Linked DNA regions of Hordeum vulgare: region 2 is linked to region 1. Evidence: chromatin contacts called from public HiChIP or PLAC-seq data. All regions are on one chromosome and are shown on one strand. The core of a region is the stretch at or near the end of the contact, and the rest is flanking DNA. Distances in the headings are between cores, read along the strand shown. Region 1 holds the start of LOC123401888 (3',5'-nucleoside bisphosphate phosphatase-like). Region 2 holds the start of LOC123401911.

Region 1 (5,509 bases), core at 2,168-4,667:
GTGCTAATATGAAGCACAAGTGTGTAATTAGCATGCCCTTCTCTCTTTTCTCTCATTTTTTCCTTTTTGTCTTTGTCTTCTTTTTTTCTTTTTATGCTCGACTCATTTGGCCTCCCCCATTTTTCATTTTTCGTCCAGAGTCTCATCCCAACTTGTGGGGGGATCATAGTCTCTATCATCCTTTCCTCACTACGACAATGCTTTAATAATGATGATCATCACACTTTATAGCTCGATACCTAGAATAAAGTGTGGCCCTATATGAATGCCTCTCGCAGTGTACCAAGATGTACAATAATCTAGCATAGCACGGACATAAAAAAAGGACAAGCCATGGAAATATCATTCTAGCTATCTTACGATCATGCAAAGCAATATTATAATGAATGCTCAAGTCATCAAAATGAAAGTGGTGGAAGTTGAATGGCAATATATCTCGGAATGGCTATGGAAATGCCATAATGGGTAGGCATGCTAGATGTTTTGCGGAAGATGTAATAAGGCTTATGTGTGATAGAGCGTATCATATCACAGGGTTTGGATGCACGTGCGAAGTTTGCACCGACTCTCGAGGTGAGAAAGGACAATGCACGATACCGTATAGGCTAGCAAATTGCAGAAAGGTAAGAGTGCATATATCCATGGATTCACATTAGTCACAAAGAACTTACATACTTATTGTAATATTTTATTAGCTCTATCTAAGCAAAGCACTACTCGCATGCCACTATGGAGAAGGTTGAGAGGAGTTAACTATCGCGCGACTCTGATTATAATAACACAAAAGATTTCAATAAAGTATAAATTATGCTCCAACTTCATTGCATAACCAGAGATTATACGTGCATGCTTCAGGAATCACAAACCTTAAAATCAATATTGTTACTAATCAACAATCATCAACTAGTGCACCCACATATTACTATCTTAATGTCGCAACTATTGCAAGAAATCAAACATATCATACTGAGTGATCTACAAATTTTATGTAGGATTTTATGACTAACCATGTAAATGACCAATTCCTTTTGACTCTAAATAGATATAAGTGAAGCATGAGAATTTAATTCTTTCTACAAAAGATCACACTCTAATAAATATAAGTGAAACAGAAGAGCATTCTACAAATAACGGTTTTCTATATGTAGAGAAACAGGCAATCCAAACTTCAAATGATATCAGTGAAGCACATGAAGATAAATCCACACTCAAAATATAAGTGAAGTGCAATGAGCATTCTATAAATCAACCATGTACTATCTCATACCAGCATGGTGCATAAAATAAAAGTAAAAACTAAACACAAAAGACGCTCCAAGATTTACACATATCGTGTGAACGAAACTAAGACGAAAACATAATGATACTTGTTCAAGAAAGTTGGGATGCCTTCTGGGGCATCCCAAGATTAGACGCTCGAGTCTCCTTGGATATTTACTTGAGGTGTCTCGGGCATACCCATCGATACTTGTATGGATTTAAAAATTGCATTTTAGTATGTGGTATTTGCCAGTCCGGTCGTAGATGCTGTTAGGCCAACTTCACCGCGCGACCCCATCCTGTCCGGCCCCGTCCGTTTGGGGTAAAAGGGACAAATAGGTCAGCCCAGCGCGAGACGGCCCGGACCCATCTTGTTCGTTTTGTGTCCAGAACGACACATTTCGAGCGCAAACTGGCGCGGGGTTTGGGTCGCGACGGTCAGCAAACGGACGCGCGCTCATCCGCGCCGGGGCCGCGTGGCACGCGGTCACCTACCTCCCACCCGCCCACATCAATGCGCACGAGCAGCCGGGCCCGCCTGTCATCCGCCCAGGGAACGGTCGCGGTCCTTCTTAAATGGGGAAGCCGTGGACCGGTCGTCGTCCACACTTCCCATCACCAGCCCATGGCCTCCTCGAAACCCGACACCCAAACCCTAGCCTCCTCGAACTCGCCGGCCAGCCACCTCGCAACCATGGGGCCGTGGAACTACGGCCGCAAGGGAAAGCACGACTGCGAGGCTGGCTCCTCGTCGGGACACCGTCGCGGCTCCGTGAAGGAGGAGGCCGCATCGCCACCGCACCGGGCCTCCGCGCCTGCTCCCTTCACCATCGGCCCTAGGCCCGCCGGCCAGCGCGGCCGACAATACCTCAGCGCTGAGGTATGCCGGCGCTACTGGGAGACGAGGACGCAGGTCTCGTGGAGCGACGTCCACCTTCCTAACAATTGGCACCTCTCAGTCGACCGGGTCCCGATCCCGTCGGTGTCGACGAGCGGCCGTGCGGGCCGCATCGAGATCGAGCGCCGCCGCCGCCTCCTCCCCGACGACATGTACTACGACGATAGGTATGCCGCCGACTCCACCCTCTGGGACACGTGACTCAGGGACGAGCACGACGTGCGGGCACGGGAGGTGCGCGGGCGTACACGAGTGCGCGGCCTCACGCCCACGTCGTCGCCTTCCCCATCTCCGTCACCACCTCCACCTCCTCGCATGACAGCGCAGGCTGAGGCCCGGCTCATGCAGCGTGTCATGGAGGACTCCATGATGACGCATGATGAACGCCAATGGCCGGGCCTAGAGGACGCGTTGGCCCTCTCCGCGGCCGGCGACGTCGCCATCCCCGAGCTGATGGAGGACGCCCCGGTGGCCGCGTTCCCTCCGGATCTGGTGGGCCAGCAGTGGAGCTGGTCGTGCACGACGCCGGAGATGGCGGCACGTAATGGGGGGCGTGACCTGGTGCCCCACGTCGCCGCGGTCACCGGAGCGGGACACCTCGCCATGGGAGGAGGTGCTGCAGGCACCTGCCAGCTTCCAGCCCGCCCCCGCGCACCACGGACCGCCGGCCCACCTCTGGACACCGGTGACATACTTGGACCTCGTCAGCGACGACGACGACACCGATGGCCACTGGAGACGGCCACGGCTACGGCATCGACTGGCGTTTTTTATGTTAATTATGTCAAACTGGACCGTTTTGTGGCCATGACCTTGATGTTATGTTTTAAGTTTTTTTACATGCGTTTATTTACTTTTTATTTAAATTTTTCTATTTTTTTAATCACGTTCAACACATACATTATTTGAGGTGCAGCCGCGCGGTGAACGTACGCACGATTCAATGGACAGAAGCGGACATGGTCAAATCCATTTTCGTCCCAAACGGACAAAATCCGGTCAAACCGGACGTTCGTTTGGGGTCGTGCGGTAGAGTTGGACTTATGAAAAGAAAAAAAAAAGACTGTGCAGGCGCAGCATCGATGATCCACACACACCGGGGTGATGGGCGCTGCAGGGCCGAGACGACCGGCACACGACACGAGCGCGCGGCGGCCCCCCGTCCCAAGACCGCGCCTCAGCAGACACTTCTTCCCGTCCCTGTCGCTGATGGACGACCGCTCGTCTTAAAAGCCCCTGCCGACGCCTTTCCCACGCCCTACACCCTTTTACTGCGCTGCGCACGCCCACAGCCTGCAGCTAGCTTGCGACGCGACACATGACGACGACGCGCCCCGCCGCTACGACCGAGGAAGAGGAGGATGCCTCCGCAGCGGCCAATGCCGCGCCACCGGACGCAGACGATCGGGAGCAGCAGCACAAGGCGCGACCGATGAAGAAGAAGAAGAAGAAGAAGCGGCGGAGGGCGCCGAGCGAGGAGGAGCTGGCCGCGCTGAGGTCCGTGCTCCGCTGGGCCCGCCGCGGCGAGGCGGGCGGCGACGACGAGGCGGGCTGCGGGCACCCGTTGCCGGCGGGGAGGCGGCGGCCGCGCGTGGCCGTGGAGCTGCATGCGCACTCGGCGCGCAGCGACGGCTCGCTCTCGCCCGCGGCGCTCGTGGAGCGCGCGCACCGCAATGAGGTAAGCCTTTTTTTGCCCCCGCCTGTCACCAACTGCAGAGACGTTCGCGACATGCCACCCCCATCTCGCTACAAGCGTAAATGCAAATGCAAACTGCAGCTCCAATGTTCTTCAGTTCCGTAGTAGCCGATGCCAATGCTCGATCTCATGATTCTCACCCTCGTGTTAAGCACCTCCGCCACTACTGTGCTTTGATGTGTACTCTCTCCGTTTTTTATGTCTGCATATAAAATTTGTTCAAGTCAAACTTTGTAAGGTTTGACCAACTTTGTAATAATATGAAAAATATATCAAATTCACTATATTTAATCAATATCAATAGATGCATTATGAAATTAATTTTCATACTATATAACTTTCATATGGTAGATGATGTTGGACCTAGGGGTGGGAATGGGTAACAAATCTTATAACATTCACGATATTTTTTATAATATATAAATTTGGTCAAGCATTGCATAGTTTAACTTCAAACAAATCTTATAAGCTGAGTAAAAAAGTACGGATGGAATATTTTCTTTCGTGTTACTTCGGTAAAAGATCCCCATAACTATTCAGTGTCTATACTCATTCAGGAAATAAATGTATATAGACGTATTTTAATTTTAAATACATCATTTTTATTCATACAAGTAATTCCAGACGGAGGGTGTATAATGAACCACATTTGGATAACCGCCTGCCAGAAATCGATCTGGGAGTGGCTTTCTGCATGAACAATCACCCGTTTATTCGGTATTTCTGAATGCAAATACCCAGAACGTTCCTAGGCTAACTCTGTTACCTGGTGACCAGCACAGGTGAAAGTGCTCGCACTGACTGATCATGACACCATGGCGGGTGTCGCAGAGGCGATGGAGACTGCAAAGAAATTTTCCATCAGGATCATCCCTGCTGTTGAGATAAGCGCCGTTTATTCGCCTAGGTAACTCTCTTCTCCACCCTAAAATTTGTAACATGCTTTTTATCACACAGATGTGGTTAATTCTCAAAGTTGTTAATTGTTCTGAAAGTAATGGATCAGGAGCCAACGAACCTGTTCATGTTCTTGCATACTACGGTAGTTTGGGGCCTGCTAAATCTCAGGAACTGGAGAAGGTTCTATCTAGCATCAGGGAGGGCCGCTATACACGTGCGAAGGAGATGCTATCGAAACTTAGGAACCTCGGCATGCCATTGAACTTTGAAGATGTGTCTAATATAGCAGGGAATGGAGTGGCTCCAGGGCGGGTGCACGTGGCGCGTGCAATGGTTGCAGCTGGATATGTTGATAATCTTAGGCAAGCTTTCAGCAGGTACTTGTACGATGGAGGGCCTGCTTATGCTACGTAAGTATACATTCTGAATCATGGTCATGCATGTTTTTGCTTCATTTCGCACCAGATGCAGAGTAGTTAGTATGTACTGATGTGGATTTCCGCTGTCTATTTGTAGTGGTAGTGAGCCAGCTGCGGAATCTGTTGTGCAGCTAATATGCAGAACTGGGGGCATCGCTGTTTTGGCTCATCCGTGGGCGTTGAAAAATCATGTTCCCGTGATAAAGGATTTGAAGGCTGCTGGTCTGCACGCTATTGAGGTCTATCGAAGCGATGGGAAACTATCCGGTATGAACAGAATGATCATTTTCCAGTCCTAACAAGTGATGCTTTATGTTACCAATTTATGCAGATACT
Region 2 (5,509 bases), core at 1,787-4,286, 200 kb before region 1:
CAGCAGACTGCAAGCTGTTGGTACGAAAACAGAATTGATGCCATACAACATGCAAAGCTTCAATACAGAGTTCCTCGCGGGGATATGCTTACAATTTGGTACATTTTTACTTTCATACACCAAGTCTGGGGTGGCATGAGTTAAACACCGACAACAAGCAAGCGTAGCACAGCAGCATGTCTCAAAAAAGAGCAGAAATGTCATGAAGGATCGACGATTTGAGGTGGCATGAGTTCTCGGGGTGATCAAGAAACATGGCAAACGAGAGGGCTATCTGTTAAATATGAAAATGGATCAACAACCTATGATCCCTAGCTTCAAGACATGGGCACCGACCAAGTGGTTCTGCTCTAAGATGAGTGACAAAGTAGTTCGCTTTTTGGTGTGTTGAGTGCCACTTGATGTGTCAGCTGGACGATGACCATGAAATAAGTTTGATGCTTATCTTTTTTGCCGGTAAGAAGAATGCGATCAAACTCAAAACCATGGAGGTTCCCACAAGACCAAGGTAGACGGGCATGAGGGAGAGGGCTAAAGAAAGCAAAATAAATAGACCTCACCATCATCATGCTCACATAGCTGTGGGGAACACAGAAAAAATACCTCCATCGTCGACAATGATGCATGTCTAAATCTGTTGTTACATGGCAACTAATATGTGAGAAAAAAATAGTTTACAGGAAATAAACTAATATGTGGCAAAAAAAATGACACCAACTACCTACTTAACATGCCTAGATAGGCACTAAGAAATATCGAGTACAAGAGCATCTTTAGAATAACTATGGTTTTTAGCTGGTCATAAAATATTTTGTGAAGATAGAAGTATTTGCCTTTTGTGTTGGCCCAAACAATGTAACGATAAATTGAAGGCCAAACTACTGAGCGCCACAGCAAGGCTAAATTCATCACTCATCCTCCACAAACTAACAAACCAATGGTCCCCCAAAATTTACCAGTGCAAGCAAACAGACATTTGCACCGAGAGTAAACTGTTGACAACCACAACTTTTTGCTACTAACCGCAGTGACACCATACAAATTGATGCCAAGATACCATCGACATAGTTTTGACTAAGATGGAATATTGTGGGTGTAAAACAACTTACAAGCTGGGCAGATTCACGAACGAGGGCATTTTCAGTATGAAGAAAGAGTGATCTCTGTTGTTGAGATAGTTCGAATCCCATCTGTGCGGCTCTTTGCGAGTATCTGTCTGCACTGAATTCATTTCCTTGCCTCTTTGCCTCTAGCGATCTAGCAAACTTTATGCTCTTCTTCAATGCTAAAGAAAGGTTTGACAGAGATGGAATCAATATTAGTAACATGATCAATAGTGAACAAACAAAGAAACCACACTACATGTACTGCTGAGAGAGAGAGAGTTGAATATGCCGAGAATTACCACCAAGCCGACTTCTTGCATCCTGATAATGGAGATCAGTCCACATAAAAGCAGCTGTTCAAACAGGAATAAAGAGATAAGGTGTATGTTCACATGGCATCATAATGACACATACAATGCATGTGGAAGCAAGAAATTCATGTAATCATACCCTTAAGACAGAAAGAGCAAGTGCAAGACTTTGTAGCGCATGATTTTTCCAAGTCGCCAACCCCCATTGGAGGATGCTGGACATTTGTACATGTCATGTCATCACGAGCTGCAGCGTCAAACGAAGACTCTGGATTCTGATTTCCTGGTGATACAACCATCTCCTCTTGAGTCAGACATTCACCCTCATTATTCTTATCATTAATTACAATCTTACTAGCCTCACTGGCAAATGGCAGCAACTCACTATCAGTGTCATCATCATCTTCCCCTGCACAGCCACCCTCTGATTCCAAGGAAGACTCCGCCTTGTCGTTGAGGCCAGAAGAATCCAACGATAGAGAACGATTCCTGACATCATCATCATCCTTGGATAGTAGCCCAGCTGCCTGAGCAGCCATGTGCTGAACCTTGGCTCCACGGAAAATTGAAGTCCTTGCAAAGTCCTCTTTGCCAATACCATCGACCAAAACTTCAATAAGGTTTCCTGATGCCCCAACATTGGCCTTAGCCTTTTCATGAGGCTCTTTCCTAGGGTCAACGACCTTTTCAACCCGACTAATCTTGACTCCACCTGCACTCTTCTCCAGATCGCATGAGGCTGGCCGCTTGCCAAGGACATTCGTCAGGTCTCCAAAGGCTCGTCGGCCACTGCCCTGGGTGTTTTCAGTCATTGCAGCTTCCAGGTAGTCACCAACTTGCCAAAATTAACAGCAGAATCGTCGCGGACAACGGTATAATACAACTGCATTGATCATTTCGGAAACAAAATACAATGTGAGCGATGTATTCACACTGTGTTGGGAAAGAAGGCAGTAAATGCACATAAGCATGGTTTATAGCCAGAACAAAGGGCTAAGGTTTGTTCATTGTAAAAACGGTTGTCCCATCGACTACCGGAAGCAAAGCAATGCCATGTGCTAGGAGGCTAGGAAGCTAACAGAACATTCGGGGTAAATCGAGCCAGCTAAGTGCCAATCGATGCAAAATTGGATGAGATCGAGGGTTTCTGAGACGGAATCCTCCCGCTCTCGGCCCCCAGAAGGAATACACAGGACGTATGCGCGTTGTTGCGGGGTAATTCGGCAGAGTTGACAACGACTTAGCGGGGAAATAGGGTTCCATTCCGTCGTCTTGGTACTACCACTTTAGAGGAAGTAGAGTCGCTACAGAAACTTGGAAACGGCGAGTCTATCGTGAGGATGAATCAACGGGGATTCCAGCTCCGCGCCGAAAGGGGGGGGAGCCGAATCTGGGAGGAAACATGGCGGGGCGGTGCCTGGCCTCGCCCCCCAGCCTCCCGCGCAGTGGCTGCCGGGCCAGAACCTTCGGATGGGGTGGCGAGACGGGGAGGAGGGGTAGGGTTTGGGGGCGCAAACCTCGCCGCGGGACGCCCGCCGTTCCTCCCGAGATCGCCCTCCGGAGCGGGAGGAGAGTGGGGTGGGGTGGGGTGGGGTCTCTGGTTGTGGGAGGCACGGGTGGAGGCGAAAAGGGTTGGAGCGGGGCGGCGTGAGCGGGGGGGAGCCCTTGCGGGCGGTCCCGGGTTGCGCGCGCTCGCGTTCGGAAATTTGGGCGCCGTGCCCGTCCGCGCGCGCCGGGCGCGGGAGGCTCCGCGGTGGTTGGTTTGTTGGATGGATGCATGGATGGACCTGCCGTGGCACGGGTCCGTCGCGTCGGTCGTTCGGCGTTCCGTGGTCTGCACCGGGGCTGCGGCGCTAGGCGTCGGTCGAGCGGGTCGTGCCCCCACATCGGCCACTTCCCCCGCGGTCGGATCTCCCTTGGATCTGAGATCTGGGCCGAATTCTCTAGGGCGTGTTTGGTTGCCCCGAGTGAACAGTGCGTGCATTTCAGCCACATCTCCAGCCAGCCTGGTTGAGGAAAACAGGTAAGGAATTGATATTTATATGTTGTTTGGTTGTCTTTATTGTATCAATGGTCATTTTAGGATTGGCTGTTTGGTTGCCTGCATTTGTGCTAAAGAGCATCTTCAATGAAAGATGCAAATTTGAAGATGTAAAACAGAAGATGTAAAAATTTACATCTCTAAAAAGTGTTTTTTGCATCTTCAAAATAGGGTCGTCTTCAACACGGATGCAAAACGGAGATGTAAAATAGCTACTCTAATAGAAAATGCAAATGGAGACGTAAAAACTATATTTCGACTAGCACTTCATTTGAGGGGCGGGGTCGGGAGAGATCAGGCGGGGCGGAGGTGGCGAGGTCGGGCGGCTACGACGGGGCGGACGACGCGGGGGCGACAATGTTGTTGGGCGAGGTCGGGCGGCTGCGAAGGGCGGATGACACAGGGGCGGCGAGGTTGTTAGGCGAGGTCGGGCAACGGCAAGGTCGGAGCGACGCCGTCGCACGTCGGGGTGGGGCGGGATGACTCGAGCGACGACCATGGGCTGGCGGAGGGAAGGTGACAGTCGGGGGCTGGCGGAGGAGCGACGACGGGGCTCAATTAGGCGACGACAGACAGCAGAATTTATTGAGAGCCAACGGCGGAGGAACTTCGGAGCCGGCGAGGCAGGCGGCTGTATACGGGGGCGAAGTCGCGGTGGGCCCCTCGCCATCGAGCGGGCGACGACAGTGGCAATTTGGTGCGATCCGGTCGACATCGGAGTTGGGCGGGTGGCAGCTGGTCACGCGAAAGAGAATGGGACAATAGTTGGGCAATTGGCGGGCGGTTGCGTTTTTACATCTCGTGTAGGGGAGATGCAAATTTGCACCGCGAGGTGTTATAGTTTACGTCTCCGAAAGGCGATGATGTATTTTATTTTTATTTTTTGCATCTACACCATTGTTGGAGAGGTGTTTTCAACCCTTGGAGATGCAAAAGTTAGTTATTTTTGCATATACATCTTCTATTGAAAATGCTCTAATGGATGAGCATATGTAAATCACAACTATTTGGTTGCATGCATGTTTATGTTTTGCTCACCTCATTCAAATATGATGGCCTTGGCACCATATTAGACACAACAACGACATGGCACTTAACAAAGCATCAAACAACACATAAACAAGCAGGTAAACAACAGCTAACAACGGATAAACAAGCATGAAAATAGCAACTAAACATCCATACTGCTAACACATATAAGTTTTTAAACAGTATGGGCATCCCATGCCCCGTGCTTCACCATGGGGTGCTGAAGCATGGACAAAATATTAAAAGTTTGACAATAAGTTCTCCCACCACTTCAAACTAATTGAAAGCTCATGCTAACTAAGTTGAGAGTGCGAAAGCACGATCACCGATGCAGATCTGCCTGCTGCAACGCACGCTGCACCCGATGGAGCTATCATGGTTGTAGATGTGGACCTTGAGGCGTGGGTCGGAGATGCACAACACGATGAGGTCACCGGGGGCGACTCCGTGACGACGGCAGAAGTACTGCCCCAAGCACCATCTGCCCCTCGAACTTTTGGACCTGGACCCAGAACTCGCACGAGTTGTTCACCGAGATCCTAATGACGCGCGAGAGCTTCACCGCCAGCCACTCCCTCATCACCTCCTTGAACTTGGGAGGGATGATGAGCATGGCGGGATCGTCCTCGTCCTTGGTTGGCACGTAAAAGCAAAACCCTGCCTATGAACATCCTAATCATGCAACATAGCATGCCCATGCCAATGCCAACACCAATCTAACTTCAACATCAAACACAAAACATGCCTATGAACACCCTCATTAGTAAGCATGAACATTAAGCATGAACGCATTGTACCTACATATCATGCAAGGACTACACTGCCTATGAACACTAAGCTATAGTTTGAGGATTCCATGTATCCATTGATTGTTAATGCTTTGTTCTGGTGCTCTTTGAGAGGAGCACCTTAATATCCATAAGTTCCATTTGGCCCCATTGACAGCGGGATGGTAGGACAAAAGATGTCGTGCAAGTTCTTATTGCAAGCACGTACGACTACCTCGGGATACATGCCTAATG

Evidence for each region. HiChIP or PLAC-seq counts read pairs in DNA pulled down with a chosen protein or histone mark.
Region 2: an H3K4me3 HiChIP or PLAC-seq map of embryo shows a contact between it and region 1, with 6 times the contacts expected there. The contact joins the promoter of LOC123401911 here to the promoter of LOC123401888 in region 1. A contact is called at or near these places in 1 of 6 Hi-C or Micro-C datasets (seedling) and 1 of 1 datasets of contacts at active chromatin or transcription factors (embryo).

Annotation. Positions count from the first base shown.
Region 1 is chr6H:501,190,495-501,196,003 of MorexV3_pseudomolecules_assembly, reverse strand. LOC123401888 (3',5'-nucleoside bisphosphate phosphatase-like) reads left to right here and starts at 3,417. Exons shown (of 5, transcript XM_045095746.1): 1 at 3,417-3,836; 2 at 4,637-4,761; 3 at 4,850-5,164; 4 at 5,271-5,440. The coding sequence starts at 3,477.
Region 2 is chr6H:501,385,704-501,391,212 of MorexV3_pseudomolecules_assembly, reverse strand. LOC123401911 reads right to left here and starts at 3,036. Exons shown (of 6, transcript XM_045095775.1): 1 at 2,935-3,036; 2 at 1,803-2,300; 3 at 1,557-1,700; 4 at 1,406-1,459; 5 at 1,110-1,285. The coding sequence starts at 2,229.